2 separate regions of the Sus scrofa genome follow, and region 1 is linked to region 2. Evidence: chromatin contacts called from public HiChIP or PLAC-seq data. All regions are on one chromosome and are shown on one strand. Each heading gives the region's core, a stretch centred on a gene start, on an enhancer-like site or on the middle of the called end of the contact. The rest is flanking DNA. Distances are from core to core; before and after follow the strand shown.

What was found. HiChIP or PLAC-seq counts read pairs in DNA pulled down with a chosen protein or histone mark.
Region 1: a contact with region 2 is called in an H3K27ac HiChIP or PLAC-seq map of skeletal muscle. The contact joins two enhancer-like sites. A contact is called at or near these places in 7 of 47 Hi-C or Micro-C datasets (embryonic fibroblasts, psoas muscle, retroperitoneal adipose tissue and 1 more) and 1 of 2 datasets of contacts at active chromatin or transcription factors (skeletal muscle).

Annotation. Positions count from the first base shown.
Region 1 is chr13:15,821,309-15,827,538 of Sscrofa11.1, forward strand. The region is part of intron 4 of RBMS3 (RNA-binding motif, single-stranded-interacting protein 3); the gene reads left to right. Among named protein-coding and RNA genes, the nearest start is that of RBMS3, 860 kb to the left of the region's middle. Within about 2 kb of position 2,968, at least 25 of the 83 cell types and tissues checked have an H3K27ac peak or open chromatin away from gene starts, as enhancers often do. A contact at or near this core is called in retroperitoneal adipose tissue and skeletal muscle, where this site is marked.
Region 2 is chr13:15,713,459-15,720,554 of Sscrofa11.1, forward strand. All of the region lies in intron 4 of RBMS3 (RNA-binding motif, single-stranded-interacting protein 3), which reads left to right. Among named protein-coding and RNA genes, the nearest start is that of RBMS3, 750 kb to the left of the region's middle. Within about 2 kb of position 2,538, at least 26 of the 83 cell types and tissues checked have an H3K27ac peak or open chromatin away from gene starts, as enhancers often do. A contact at or near this core is called in retroperitoneal adipose tissue and skeletal muscle, where this site is marked.

The sequences.
Region 1 (6,230 bases), core at 1,718-4,217, 110 kb after region 2:
ACTGTCTATCCTTCTTTCTGAAGGCCCTTCCTTTAGGTAGTCATACCTCCTTCAAGATTTTGTTTAAATATTACCTTTCATTAAATCTACCCAGACCACATTATTTTAATTTCCAAATTGCCCCTCCTGAACCATTCCTCAAACCCAACTCCCAGTCTCCTAGTATTAGTCTATTCCGTTGTATGTTGGATTGGGTGTCAAGCTGTAGAGAAGAATGAGTAATAGTCAAATCGTCATGACCATTTTCTAACTCAAATGTGAAAAGCAGCAGGGGCCAGTTATCATAGGACTTCTTTCCATTGCTGTCATATTGTACTATAACTTTTTTCTAGCCACCATTGGAACTGCACTGTACCAAACTTCTAGAATTAGTTTTTATATAGACATTAAATATGTGGATGTAAGTCTGTGTGTGTGTGTCTGTGTATGTATTGTATGTTTGTTTTTGCATAAAGGCACATAGGATTTTGGGAAAACACTGAGTCATTTGTCACAGGAAATACTTAGGGTCAAATCCCTATCTGTAAAATGGGGGTAAGCCTATTCTACCTAATTTGCAGCATTATCATTAGGTGGAAATAAGTTAATTTATGTCAAAGTGCTCTGAAAAACAAGAAGGAGCTATGACATTTCCCATTATTGTTGTAACAGCTATGGACATTTAGACGCATGTTTACTTTTCATGACACATTATACTTTTATAAAATATTCTACTTTCAAATGTACATGTGCCATTATTTTCACTTTCTCAAAAATATTATTGACAGTATTTTAATGGTAAAACTTAGCTTCAGAGACAATTGGTGACTTATCTATAATCAAGTTCCTGCTAGACGATAAGATATTTTCTGTCAATGTTGAGTGTCTTTTCTGCTCCACTGTGTTTTCTACATAAATAAAGAGTTTCCATTGTGGCTGCGAATCTGACTAGGATCCATGAGGATGCAGGTTCAATCCCTGCCCTTGCTCAGTGGGTTAAGGATCCAGTGTTGCCGTGAGCTGTGGTATAGGTCACAGATGCGGCTCGGATCCCAAGTTGCTGTGGCTGTGGTGTAGGCTAGCATCTGTAACTCCGATTCTTCCCCTAGCCTGGGAATCTCCATATGCCACTGGCATGGCCCTAAAAAGACAAGAGACAAAAATAATAACAATAATAATAATAATAATAATAATGAGGCAAATAATAGGGTTACTATGGAGGAAAGCTGGAATGGGATCAAAGTGAAGAATCAATAGATGTTCATTCCAGGGAGGAAATGTGGATGAACAGAGAGATGTGTGCCTAGTTTCCTCATCCCCAGGAGTGGAAATGAGGTATAGACTGAAAAGGTAGTAACTATGCAATGGAAATTCTAACCAGCACTTTGCCTGCTCATCAGCTTCACCAGTGGGGGAGGAGTGGACACCATGCACCTGTGGATGTGATAGCCTGAAAAGGACACAATGCCACTTTGGAATGTTGCAGCTGGGAAAAAGGCCTAACCTTAATTTAATCACAAGGAATCATCAAATGCACCCAACAGAAAGAATAGTCTTAAAACAACGATCCTTCAAAACTGTTAAGGTCACAAAAGACAGAAGAAAAGACCAAAGAGATGTTCCAGGAGATACAAGAGAAGTGAAAATAAAATGTACTGTCATTGGCTCTTGTCCTGTAGGGGAAAAATATTATTAAGGCCATGTGTCAGATGATAACATTGGAGTACTGACTCTGAAGTATTTTATCAATGTTAGATTTACTATATGATAGCTAATATCGTTATTCTTAAGAAATTCACACTGAGCTTTTTAGTGGTAACAGGCCACACTTTGCCAATTTACCTTTAGATGGCTCAGAAAAACGTATTTGAGATAGATGAATAGAGAGGTTTGGTTTCAGAGAATAGCAAATTTAAGGTTAGCAGGGTAGAATGTGACAGGTGAAAATGGGAAGAATTAGTGGGATCTTGGATATTCTTTGTTCTATTCTTGCAACTTTTCTGCATTGGAAATTATTCCCAAAGAAAATATTAAGAAAATAATGAGTTTACCACCTAGGGCCGCAGTTGAGGCTTCTTGACTCATCTGATGGGGTTTATTTTCTTTACTAAATACCTAACTTATAATCAGGCAGGGACCCAGTCTCTTGGGAAAGGAAGTTGTTTGGGGCATAAAAATAGCACTATGGAGGTGTTTGATATGTTAATATTTTACTGCATTTTCATTTTTATTATTTATTATTAATGAAATGCAGTTGTCTTTGAAGCCTGCTGAGTGTTTAATAATGAAATTGTGCAAAGTTCAGTTTCAAATGTCTGCGCCCCATGTGTGTGAGGAACATGAATCCAATATGCACTTCAAACCACTTTATAAGAAGACAACAGACAGCTAACCGCTGGTGCTCTATAAATGCAAAGTTTACGCACACAGGGGTTGGGTTGACCTGGTGTGTGGTGAGTTTGCCTGTGGTATGCAAAGTGCCTGTTCACAGAGCTTTCAATACCACAAAGCTGGTCTCAGACATTGACTTACAGATTCATACTATAGCATGAGTTAGTAACACGTTTCCTATAGTCCATACTTAACTGCATTCACTTTCAAATATGGATTATATTCTTCCTTAATATCCCAGGGTTCTTTTCCTAAACTAGAGTAAATCAGTTCTCAATTTCGTGGTGTTGCTATCACAGAGACTGACCTTGGTCTTAAGTGGTTCCTGTGTTGAATGTTTGTCTACAACTATCACCATTTCTACTCAGTTTATGTAGTGATGTAACTGCTCTTGGCTAGTTTGGAAGGAGAGGGGCAGATGGGCTTTAGTCCCCAAGATAAGCCTGAGACCCAGGCCCCAAATTTCTCTCCCTCACACTGGCTGCCTCATTCCTCCACTCCCTCTAAGCTCCCAACTTCCAGCTCTTCTCTTCCAAGCTTTTTTCCAGTTCAGCCACAAGAGAGCTACTGGCAGGAGGGTAGCGTGGGTCTTGCTCCAGGGTCAGTGGCAGAATAAACAGATAAAAATGCTTCCATGATGACCAAGTGCTCCAATGTCATGAGGAAGGAAGGATGGGGGAGATGACTGCTCTGAAATCTCCTGGTGGCCTTTGGGGGATTACACAAACAGTGCTCAGTGCTATCGGTGAGAGCAGAAAGTCTTCAGTCAGACCCAAATGGACCTGAGTCTGTTTCTTCTTCACCCCCCCTTTAGCTAGGCGAGCATCGTAAGCCAGCCTCTCTGAACCCCAGAATTTTATCCACCAAATGGAGGTAATGAGAATGTGATTCAGAGGATTCTTGTGGGGCTGAAATGAGATTACACAGATATAACAACTCCTGCCATAACTGGCATGCCATTATTATTTTATTTGGCAATGTTATTTGTCTATTTTCACTTTCTGGTACATTCGCTCTCCAGTTCTCTGGACAATTTCCAGTCCCAGAGCTTTTTTTAGGGGTTAGTAGAGGAGCTTATGGACCAGTGAGGCAAATCCCTTTCCCTTCTCTTTGGGCCTTGAGACTATGGCCAGGAGATCTCAGTGGCCAGCGTTTCATCCAGTGCACTTTCTAGAACCATGCATCAGCTGTGGGAGTAAAAAAAGAATCTTTTGGCTTACAATAACCAGATCTTGGGTTGGCAAAAGCCAGAATTATTCTTGTGATTTGCAAAGTCTTCTGCATTAGAGATGAAAAGATCTTTCTCAGATCTTCCCTGCTGGCAGAATTCCAGAGAGAACACATGGCTGTTGCCCATATGACAGTTTGTGACTGGGACTTCTGCAAAGGCTGTCAGGAGGGGTTTGCAATAATTAGGGTGCTTAGTGCTTTACAGACCCCCACCTTCCAAGAATGTCATGTGCTGTGTCAAGTGACCCGAGACATGTTTACATAGCATGAATAAAAGCAGGGACTGTCGATCTCCACCAGTCGATGTTTTATGGTGTGTTGACACGCAGGAGGACACTCATAAAGGAGAGAATGTGATTTCAGCTCTTGGAGCTCAGCTTTGAAGAACAGGGTTTTGGTGTTTTTGTTACAATTTTCTGCTGTACATCTGGGAAATGTTTGTTGAGAGTGTGAATCACTTTGGAGATCTCCTCAGAAAGGCGTTTCCGTTTCCTGTGCTCCCAGGCTGCCAGTACGAGGCAGCATTTCTGGCTGAATGCCAGCCTGGGAAAGTCACTTCTTCCTGCATCAGGCCTCCTCTCCTTCAAGACCTGCTGCATTCCCTTTTCTTGTCCCCGGAAATTTGAACTTCCTTTCATAAATTACAGGGCATAATAACTTGGAACAAATAAACAGACAAAGCCCAAATCCCAAACAGCTGTGGCCCCACAATTTTACATATGTGTGTAAAATACACACACACACATTAGGTATGTGTATATACACATGTCTAAATAGATACACACATTTCTGTGCATGTTCTCATCTCGCAGCTTCGAATCAATAATTGTTTGGTAGTGAAACACTTGAATTTAAAGGTGGGCTTAGAAGCATTTGAACTGAGCATCATGATTAGGAAATAAAAGCAGTAAGTAAAAGATTTGTCAGGAGTTGTAACAGTTGAAGTTTGTTTCTCTTTTATAAAAGAAGGCTGAAAGAAGCACTCCAGGAGGGAGGAGAGGTTCAAAAGTTTCAAATGCCCATAGTACCTTGGCTTTAGCCTCATGGTCTCAAAATAGCTACAGAATATCCAGGCACCATGCCCTGATTACATCAGCTTCCTGCAGTGACCATGTTCAAGGCCTCACATAAGCCAAGAAGAGAGGAATAAAAGCCAAAGATTTGTGCCAGCAGAGTCTATTACCTTGATTAGAAAAGTAAGATTTTTTTCCTGAATACTTACTCATACTTACTCATCCAACTTCCAATTATACTGTGTTGGTCAGAAGTGCCCCAAAGCCACTCCAGATAGACGGCTGCTGGGCAGGTAAAAAGTATGATGAAGGATGTATCAACTAATCTGTTGTGTTTATCACATGTCCCAAGAGAATACTGAAGATATGTATCATATTGATATACGTATAATTATATATGGTGTAATATATTTACATATATATTTAAAGACTGGTTGGATGGGAGTTCCTATCATGGCTCAGTGGTTAACAAACCTGACTAGTATCTGTGAGGAGGCAAGTTCGATTCCTGGCCTCGCTCAGTGGGTTAAGGATATGGCATTGCTGGTAGCTGTGGTGTAGGTCGCAGACGCAGCTCGGATCCCATGTTGCTGTGGCTGTGGTGTAGGCTGGCAGCTGTAGCTCCGATTGGACCCCTGGCCTGGGAACCTTCATGTGCCATGGGTGCAGCCCTAAAAAGACAAAAAAAAAAAAAAAGCAGTAAACAAAATTACCCAAATCAGGAATTGACATCATTATAGGCTCTGCACAATTAAAAAAAAAAAAAAAAAAGACTGGTTGGATGGATGGATTATTCATCCATCTGGATGGATCCCCTTCATTATAAAGGGGAAAAGAATATGTGGGTATCCCTATATATGCACCAGGTCATTATGTTCAGTTTTCAAAGAAATAGAGCAAAGGTATAGTAAAATTTTTTTAAACTCAGAAGCTGAAAAGTTGTTGTACAAGCAGAACATCCAGCTATTGAAATAATTAAAATTTTTAAAATATCTAGTTTCCATCTCTTCCAGGGAGGAAAGCCTGATAAACCTACTAGATCAATGAAATGTTGTCTTTAATTAATTCTGAGACAGATAGTGAATTCAAGGAATATTTATTGGTTAATCTACCAAGTTCAAAACACTGTGCTCTTGCCACAGGAATTCTGACACATGCTCAACATAGGTGAACCTTGAGGATGTCATGCTAAGGGAAATAAGCCAGACACAAAAAGACAAACATAGTATGATTCCATTTATATAAGGTACCTATAGTCATCAAATTTATAGACCTCAAAAGTAGAATACTGGTTACTAGGGACTGGGAGGAAGGGGAGTGGGCTGTTATTGTATAATGGGTACAGAGTTCTAATTTGGAATGATAACAAAGCTTTGGAGGGGAATGGTGCTGATGCCTGCACAGCAATGTGAATTTGTACTTAAAATGGTTAAAAAGGCAAATTTTACGCTAGTTATAATTTAACATAAAAAGTTAAGGCAGAAAAGCAGGAAAAAAAAGGCAAAACAAAAGCAAAGTGCCTGTCATTGAGGAGCTTACAATCACATGGCAAGTGGGAGAATACGCCACTTAATTTTAGACTAGATGTAGCATAATAAATAGCCTCCAATGGAACCA
Region 2 (7,096 bases), core at 1,288-3,787:
ACTCACACTGCTTTTTGCCTTTGTGAGCATTTAGTTGGTGTTGCTGCTTAAATAGCCCAGCCCTCCTGCTCCAGTGGCCAGAGTTTTAACTCTTTGGGGGATTGGGTTGAGAATGCTGCCTGCCTTCCTTAAGGAAATGGCAAAGCAGCGACAAGTTAAAAAGGGGAAATTTACAGTCATTTCTCATCCCCCAAAGAAACAAAAACAACACACTCGAGGGTTGCATGAAAAATATCGGACATTCCATCCCCTTTAGTCATTTGGCTAAATTTTTCCAAATGTTTCCAAATTCATGCTTTCTTTTTTGGTTCTTGTTTTCTACTATGAAGTCTATTCAGAAGAGAAACTTTAGATCAAAATGAATGGAATAATTGCTTTTATGCTTGAGATTTCTTTTTAACCTATTACTAGCAGGAAATAATTTTGTGTACATTATATTAAAGACACAGGATGCTGGACCAGCTAAAAAATCTGTTTTGGGGTCCTATGTAGTTGAGTGTTGTGTAGACAGGCAACATCTGGATCTTGTTACTTTCAAGCCAGTCAAAGCCATCAACTTCTGGAATATTTCTAAAGAAGTTAGATCCATTAGGCGACCTCAGCTGATAGTCGGGTAATCAGATCAGGGTGGAAGAGAATATACGATCAGCTACTTTGGCTATTGTGGCCGTTCTTATTGATTATTGTGTTGTAAAATTTCGACAGTGCTGTGAAGTTGTCGAATATTATTTTGGTGGCTCTGAAATGACAGACATTAATAACATTCCTGTGAGCTGAAGGCATGAAAACGTGTCCTGTTTTGGCACTTGGGCACTGGGGGAATGGGAGGAAGGGTCAGCGTGCAATATTTTAAAATGTGGGAACTTTCTGACAGCGTTAACACCATAAATGCTATGGTGGCTCAGTATAGCATGAAAACAACCAGATTATTTTAGTACCACTTTTTGTTCCTTTCATACTTATATCTCAAGATAGAACCTGTCATAATTTTGAAGTAAATGCACGCTGCTTATTATTTATTTGGTAAGCCTAGATGGAATTCATAAAATCCACTGGTCTTTTAGCCTTGGCTTGCACTTATAATCCAATTTAAAAATCACTGCTATTTTAAATGATTCTGTTATAGAAAAGACATTTATGGTTGACAACAAAAATCGTATTCTGGTGATACCATGTCCTAAATTAGTCTCTAAATGTAGGTGTTTTTAACTAACCACAAAAGCTGTTTGCTGACATTAGTTTTGGGTGGAAAATCTTCACAGGACTTTAAAGAAGTAAAATGTTTATTATTGTATTTGTTCAGAAAGTGCCAAAATACTGACCCTTCTTGTTCTGCCAAAACATGTATTTTAGATGCAGCTGCTCTTACGATAAAACAAAATAAAAATGGATTTTTAAATACATGTAAATGTCTTCCATTTTCTCAAATGCATTTAAAGTTTAAAAAAAAAAAACCGCGTCTCCCTTCCCTGTCTTCTCTTTCTCTTATTACCCATCACATTAGAAGCAATCTCTTTGTTGCTTAAAGAGAAAAAAAATGGAAATAAGATATTTATGCTTTTGTTTCTTTGAAAATGTTATATTAGAAAAGTTATGTGTAAGTCAAATACAAGGAAAACCTATAGTTGACTTGTGGCAATACCTTGTAGTAATATGGGTATAATCTGCTTTCTCTTCCAGACCTCATATTAAAAGTTGTCACTTCTCAGTTTTCTTTTTGGCCTTTTTTTTTTTTTTTTCCTATTAAAAGAAGCAATTTTAAAAGGAACATTACTTTTGGTTAGGAGTAATGAAGAAATCTTGGTGACAAGTCAGAATATTTAAAGAGGAGACATAACTGGATTCAAAAAGAGTTTCATCAAAATGAATTTGCTGTTGGCAGGCCACTCTGAATAATCACCAAGTTTTAGAGAAAGGAGAGCTGAAAGTAGTTTATTGGCTTAATGATCACATACATGATGATGTTTGATTGAGTTGTAACCTAATATTTCTCAGGAATTTTGTTACAGCCCATTCCAAACACCCAACCTGTTGCTATTGCCCTGTGAGACTCAGGGTGGATTTCTATCTGTACTGAGGCACTTTGGGGAGGTTTCTTGGCAAAACAACTTAGTTGAACTGGGAAACCTCAAAAGAGTAAAACATAGTCACAGTCTGATGAGTTGATATTTTACAGTTGAGAAATAGATACCTCTCCCCTAGGTGATCTTTGGAAAACTTTACTCATCTTTATAAAACTTAAAAATTCCCCCAAGCACACACAGCAAGCTTGCCTTTCCTTCCTTTCCAGAGCCTTACCAGTTCACTCTGTTCCCATCAGTTCAGTGCAGTTTCTTATCACATTGTTCTTTCATCCATCTCCCGCCTTCCTTCTTTGGCCATCTGCTTCCCCAGAAGACCTTGAAGAGAAGGTTTCAGACCATAGGACCCTGACTAAGTTTCTCTGGCTGGTGGTGCTCAGATTCTGTTCAGAGCCTGGTGTGAAGTTGGGGTCAGGTGGAAAGAGTCATCCATCAACGGCACACTGATTTCAGGCTGAATTTCCAACCATCTGCAGCTGGACGGCCGCCCGGCTGTGAAAGTCTAGCTGGGCCCAGTTGTGCCATGGAAAGAGCAGACCCTTGAAAACACCAGGCCTGAGCAGTTGCCAAAGGAAGAAGGAGGCTCCTGAGGGGGTAAAGGATATTCTTAAAGATGTGAACGTACAGATCCTCCAAAAGCAAAACCAAACAACCCTTAACACATTTCTTGCAGATGAAAATGTAGAAAATTTTGCTGAGGGAGGGAGTGAGTTTAGAATTTCCTTAGTACTTCCTGCCTCAGATTTGCATTGATAGTCAGAGTTGGTAACTTGCCAGTTTGAAAACAGCCTTGAAAACTCCCAAGTACTCTTTTCCTTTGAAAGCCTGAAACATACAGAACTGGTTTTCTCAAAATCTTCCAGCAATAGTATTTTTAGCTACAACTCCAAATATTTCTTACACTTTGGAGGTGGGGTGGGGGGCGGAGGCAATGGTAGCATGAAACTATGATAAATCTTGTCTCATTTTAGAATGTATACTATTTTAATTGGTTTGAAATGAGAGAAATACAGAAAGAGGTTACTCTCCCTCTTCAGCTGCTGTTTTCTCTCTTTACTCCTTCAAATCTTTGTTATCATTGGCCTTTTCTTTTCTATAATGTAGTCACTGTTTTCACAACACTAAATCTAGTGCCTACTTAAAAGGAGTAGATACGTAAAAATATCATGTTTTTTTCTCCCCAATAATTCCAAACTTAAAGGAAACACCATGCATATTTCTCTTAACAGTATCTTTCCAACACATTTTCCTTTCACTTTCTCTCCATTTGGAAAAAGAAGAACAGAATTATAACTCAAAACTGTTTCCATCAAATAATAAAAAGCATTTCGGGTTGGACGTGGGGGCCATTGGAAGGGACAGAGGCCAAAGAAGAGGAGGGCGAATGCAAGTCATTTCAGGTCTTTCTGGCTCCAGGAATTCTGGAAAGCTTTGTTTTTGCACTACTATGATTCACACAATCCTCTTTGACGTTATCAGTCTTTTTGGCAGAAGAGGGCTCAGTCACAATTATGCCCATGCCAAATTCTAAGAAAATCGGGCTTTTCCTTTAAAAGAAAATCTTTTTAGTGTTGGACTTCTTATTCAGAGTAAATGGTTGATGTTTATCCAAAATTGGCTTCGAGTACTACATTAAAATTGTGTTTTGTAACAGTCTCCTAAGCCACAGCTGTATGTGATTAAATAGTGTAATATCAAAAGCATGTGAGTAGACATTTTTATGCTATAGCTGTTCACAGTAAGAGTACAGATGGAGCTGACAGGAGACCAAGAGCAAAAAGGTACTCGTGTGTTAGGAGACGTGTATTGAGGGTCTGTGTTGCTGGTTTTTTTTTTTTTTTTTTTGTACTAGTGGGAAAAATGCTGAACTATTTTGGATGTGATTAAAAAATATGCTCTTTGAAAATGGAAACAGAAACAAAATGCCAATTTTTATTTTAAATATGGAGTGCCATTTAATTGCAAAACACATAGTTCCTGAATGAATCTGGAAGCAATGCAAATGGAAAGATTAAGTTTGTTCCCAGGAAGCACACATTCAGAAAGCAAAAGTGAAGTTTGCTTTTCTGTTTGGAAATTATAAATGCTTTTCTCCTCTGGTGTGTGTGTGTGTGTTTGGGGGGAGGAGAGTTTTTGTTTTGTTTTGTTTTTTGCTATATTAATCTGTGGAACTATTATTACAAGAAGATTATAGGTCATTTGCCTCTAAACAAAAGAGTGATAGATAATTAGGATCCGTAACTTAGAGCAAAACAGGTGGTAGCATGATTCTTTGTTAGGATATTTGAAAATATGGTATTCAGTTTGCTATGAATACTGACCTTTTATTGCCATTGTTAAAAGTTACATAGTCACACAAGGAGACACAACTTTAGATTCTATTTCTTTAGCAGAGATTTTACAAAAGAGAAACTTTAGCTACAATGTTTTTGAAAGCCTGTTTGTTCATGAAAACTATAATCTCTAGCCTTCTAGAGATTATCAGTCTATAGGATTACTAATACTAATAAAAGATGTAAAAGATATGTTAGTAAGTAATTGTTTGGGGGGCTAGAAAAAGCTTATAGAAGCAGCTATTGATGTTCAGATTTCAAACATTCAAAAGCACTTTTAAAAAGGAAAAGAAGAGGGGTGGACCGAGGTAAATTGGGTTCTGATTGCTTTTGTTTTTAATTTTTCTTTTTCAAGTTGACATTCGCAAAGAATTTGTTCATGTGAATTTGTGTGTGTGTGTGTATGTGTGTGTGTGTGTGTGTGTGTGTGTAGATTTATTGGTCAGGAAATATATACCATGTGGAATCAGATATCTGAGTAAAGCCTTGCTGTTCAGAGCATCAACCTCTAATAGACATTAAATTTCAAGAGGATGGATAATATATGATAAGACATTCATTCTGCTTTTTTGTGGAACTCTGATTTGTATGTCAATGAACCGGTTTCTAGGACCGGTTCCCTAAGATGCCCTTCCAGGCCTAGCATTTCTGACTCTCTTGTTGAGATAGATGAGGCTGCTTTGATTTTTAGGGCTATTTGGGAAATGAACTGGGTTTTGTGCCATTGATGAGTTTTTGTTCAGGTCCTCCATACTTTCTCCAGAGCAGTTCAAACGCTGCTTTGCTGACTCTGGAGACTTGGCAAATGTAACTGTCTGCATCTTTTGCTGCATCTAAATCTAGCACACCCAGAGAAGTACCTCTGTCACCCAGGAGTGGGTGGAGAGCAGTTCCCAGGGGTGGGACCAATCCACAGGCACTACTGAATCATTATCATTGTTGGCTTTGTTGTGGTTTGAGTTTTCTCCTTTGAGTGCATAAAATTAGATCTGATCCAAAGACTTGCTCTCTCTAGGTGCATAAAAGTGGACTGGTTATGCATATGTTTGGCTAAACCAGTTGAGGTAATGAAAAAAGTAGGATTGTCTCATTAAGATCCTGACAGCTCTAGTTTCATGAATGAATCTTGGAACTACATGTGAAAATAACAAGCGATCAGTGAAATGCTATTTTGACTGGAGTTTGCAAAACGTTCCAGTCTCTAAATTTCTGAATAGTAGCCTTAAAAGCATAGGGGGAAATATTGTAGTAACCCGAGTGCATGGTACTGAAGGAGAAAAATAATCACTTCTCCAAGATACACTTAATAAAACATTATCTTTTCCTCTTTTTCTTGCTAGATACCCTTTCTTGGTCCCCTTGAAGCCTCTGTTAGCTGAATTAATGAAAGTAAATAGAACCTTGAATTTTGTTTTTATGGATTACTAACACATGGCAAAAATGAACTAGACTACATATACAGTCAGATCAACCCTGATAATGTCCTTCCCTGTTGTGTGAAAAATGTGGTATAATAGAAGAAAAATTAATCTCATGATATTCTAAATATTGGTAGTAATCATTTCAGGAACTGATTTTTAACTTGTTCTAGAACTAGCTTTCCTGTCATTGTACTGTAGTGTTAAGAAATTGGCAAGTATTGCACTCAGTATGCCAGATGCAGATGACCTTTTGGTTAACTCATCCTTAACTGGTAGTTTTCAAGCTGACTATGGATCATGTATAGAATTTAATGAGGATTTTTGAGAAGTCTTCCTATTTTTATCCTGGGTATCACTTGTCTATTTATCTTAGTCATATTTCTGATTGATGACAGTTTAATGAAAAGGAAAATGGAAAACAGGATGTGAACTATCTGGTTTTCTGGAACTGATTAAGATACCTTAAAAGCTTTTCTTATGTATGCAAGTCCTATCTGAAGGTACACTGATGTCTTTACACACTTTTGTTGCCTTTTAAAACTTGTTATTCATACAGATTAAATAGTGGCACTCTGAATATAAGTTAGAACCGAGGTAACTTAAAATTCAAGCAAATATGCTTTTAAAGTCCCAGATAGTTCTGAGTAGATGAAGTGTTTGAAGAAGTGTATACAAAGCTTGGAATAAAATTTTAGAGACTCTTTTTAAGGATGTTATACAAGAAAACCAATCACATGACATATCTGTAATGTCGAGTTTCTTCTTGAGAGATGAGAAAAATAGTTTTTTTTGTTTGTTTGTTTTTTGTTTGTTTGGTTGGTTGGTCTTTTTTTTTTTTAGCTTGGTGCTAGCCCCTTGAAGGGTTGTGATAGCTTCTGGGTTGGCCTTGGTCTTGACTTTTGGCCCCTTGCTTTCTTTTCCATGGCCAGGCTCACCGATTGAGATTGTGCCTTTAGAAATAAGGGTGTTATGTTTTAATCTAGGTAGGCAGGGAATTCTGAAAAGAATAAAGTTCTGATCTTCTTTTTCGATGTTCTTTTCATTTTATTCCAAAAGTTAACCGCTGACTTTAAACTTTATTTTTCACCTGTTAGGACAACTGGAGTTCTGTTAGCAATGAGAAAATTTCCCTTTCTGGGTTCTTGTTCTTGTGTTTAACTTTGTTGATAAGCTGGAAAAATATGAGGAAAAGTGCAAGGAAATAGGTCAGTGAACATGGAAGAATTTTTCTCCACATTCAGCTGAATCCTTTAACAGTAGT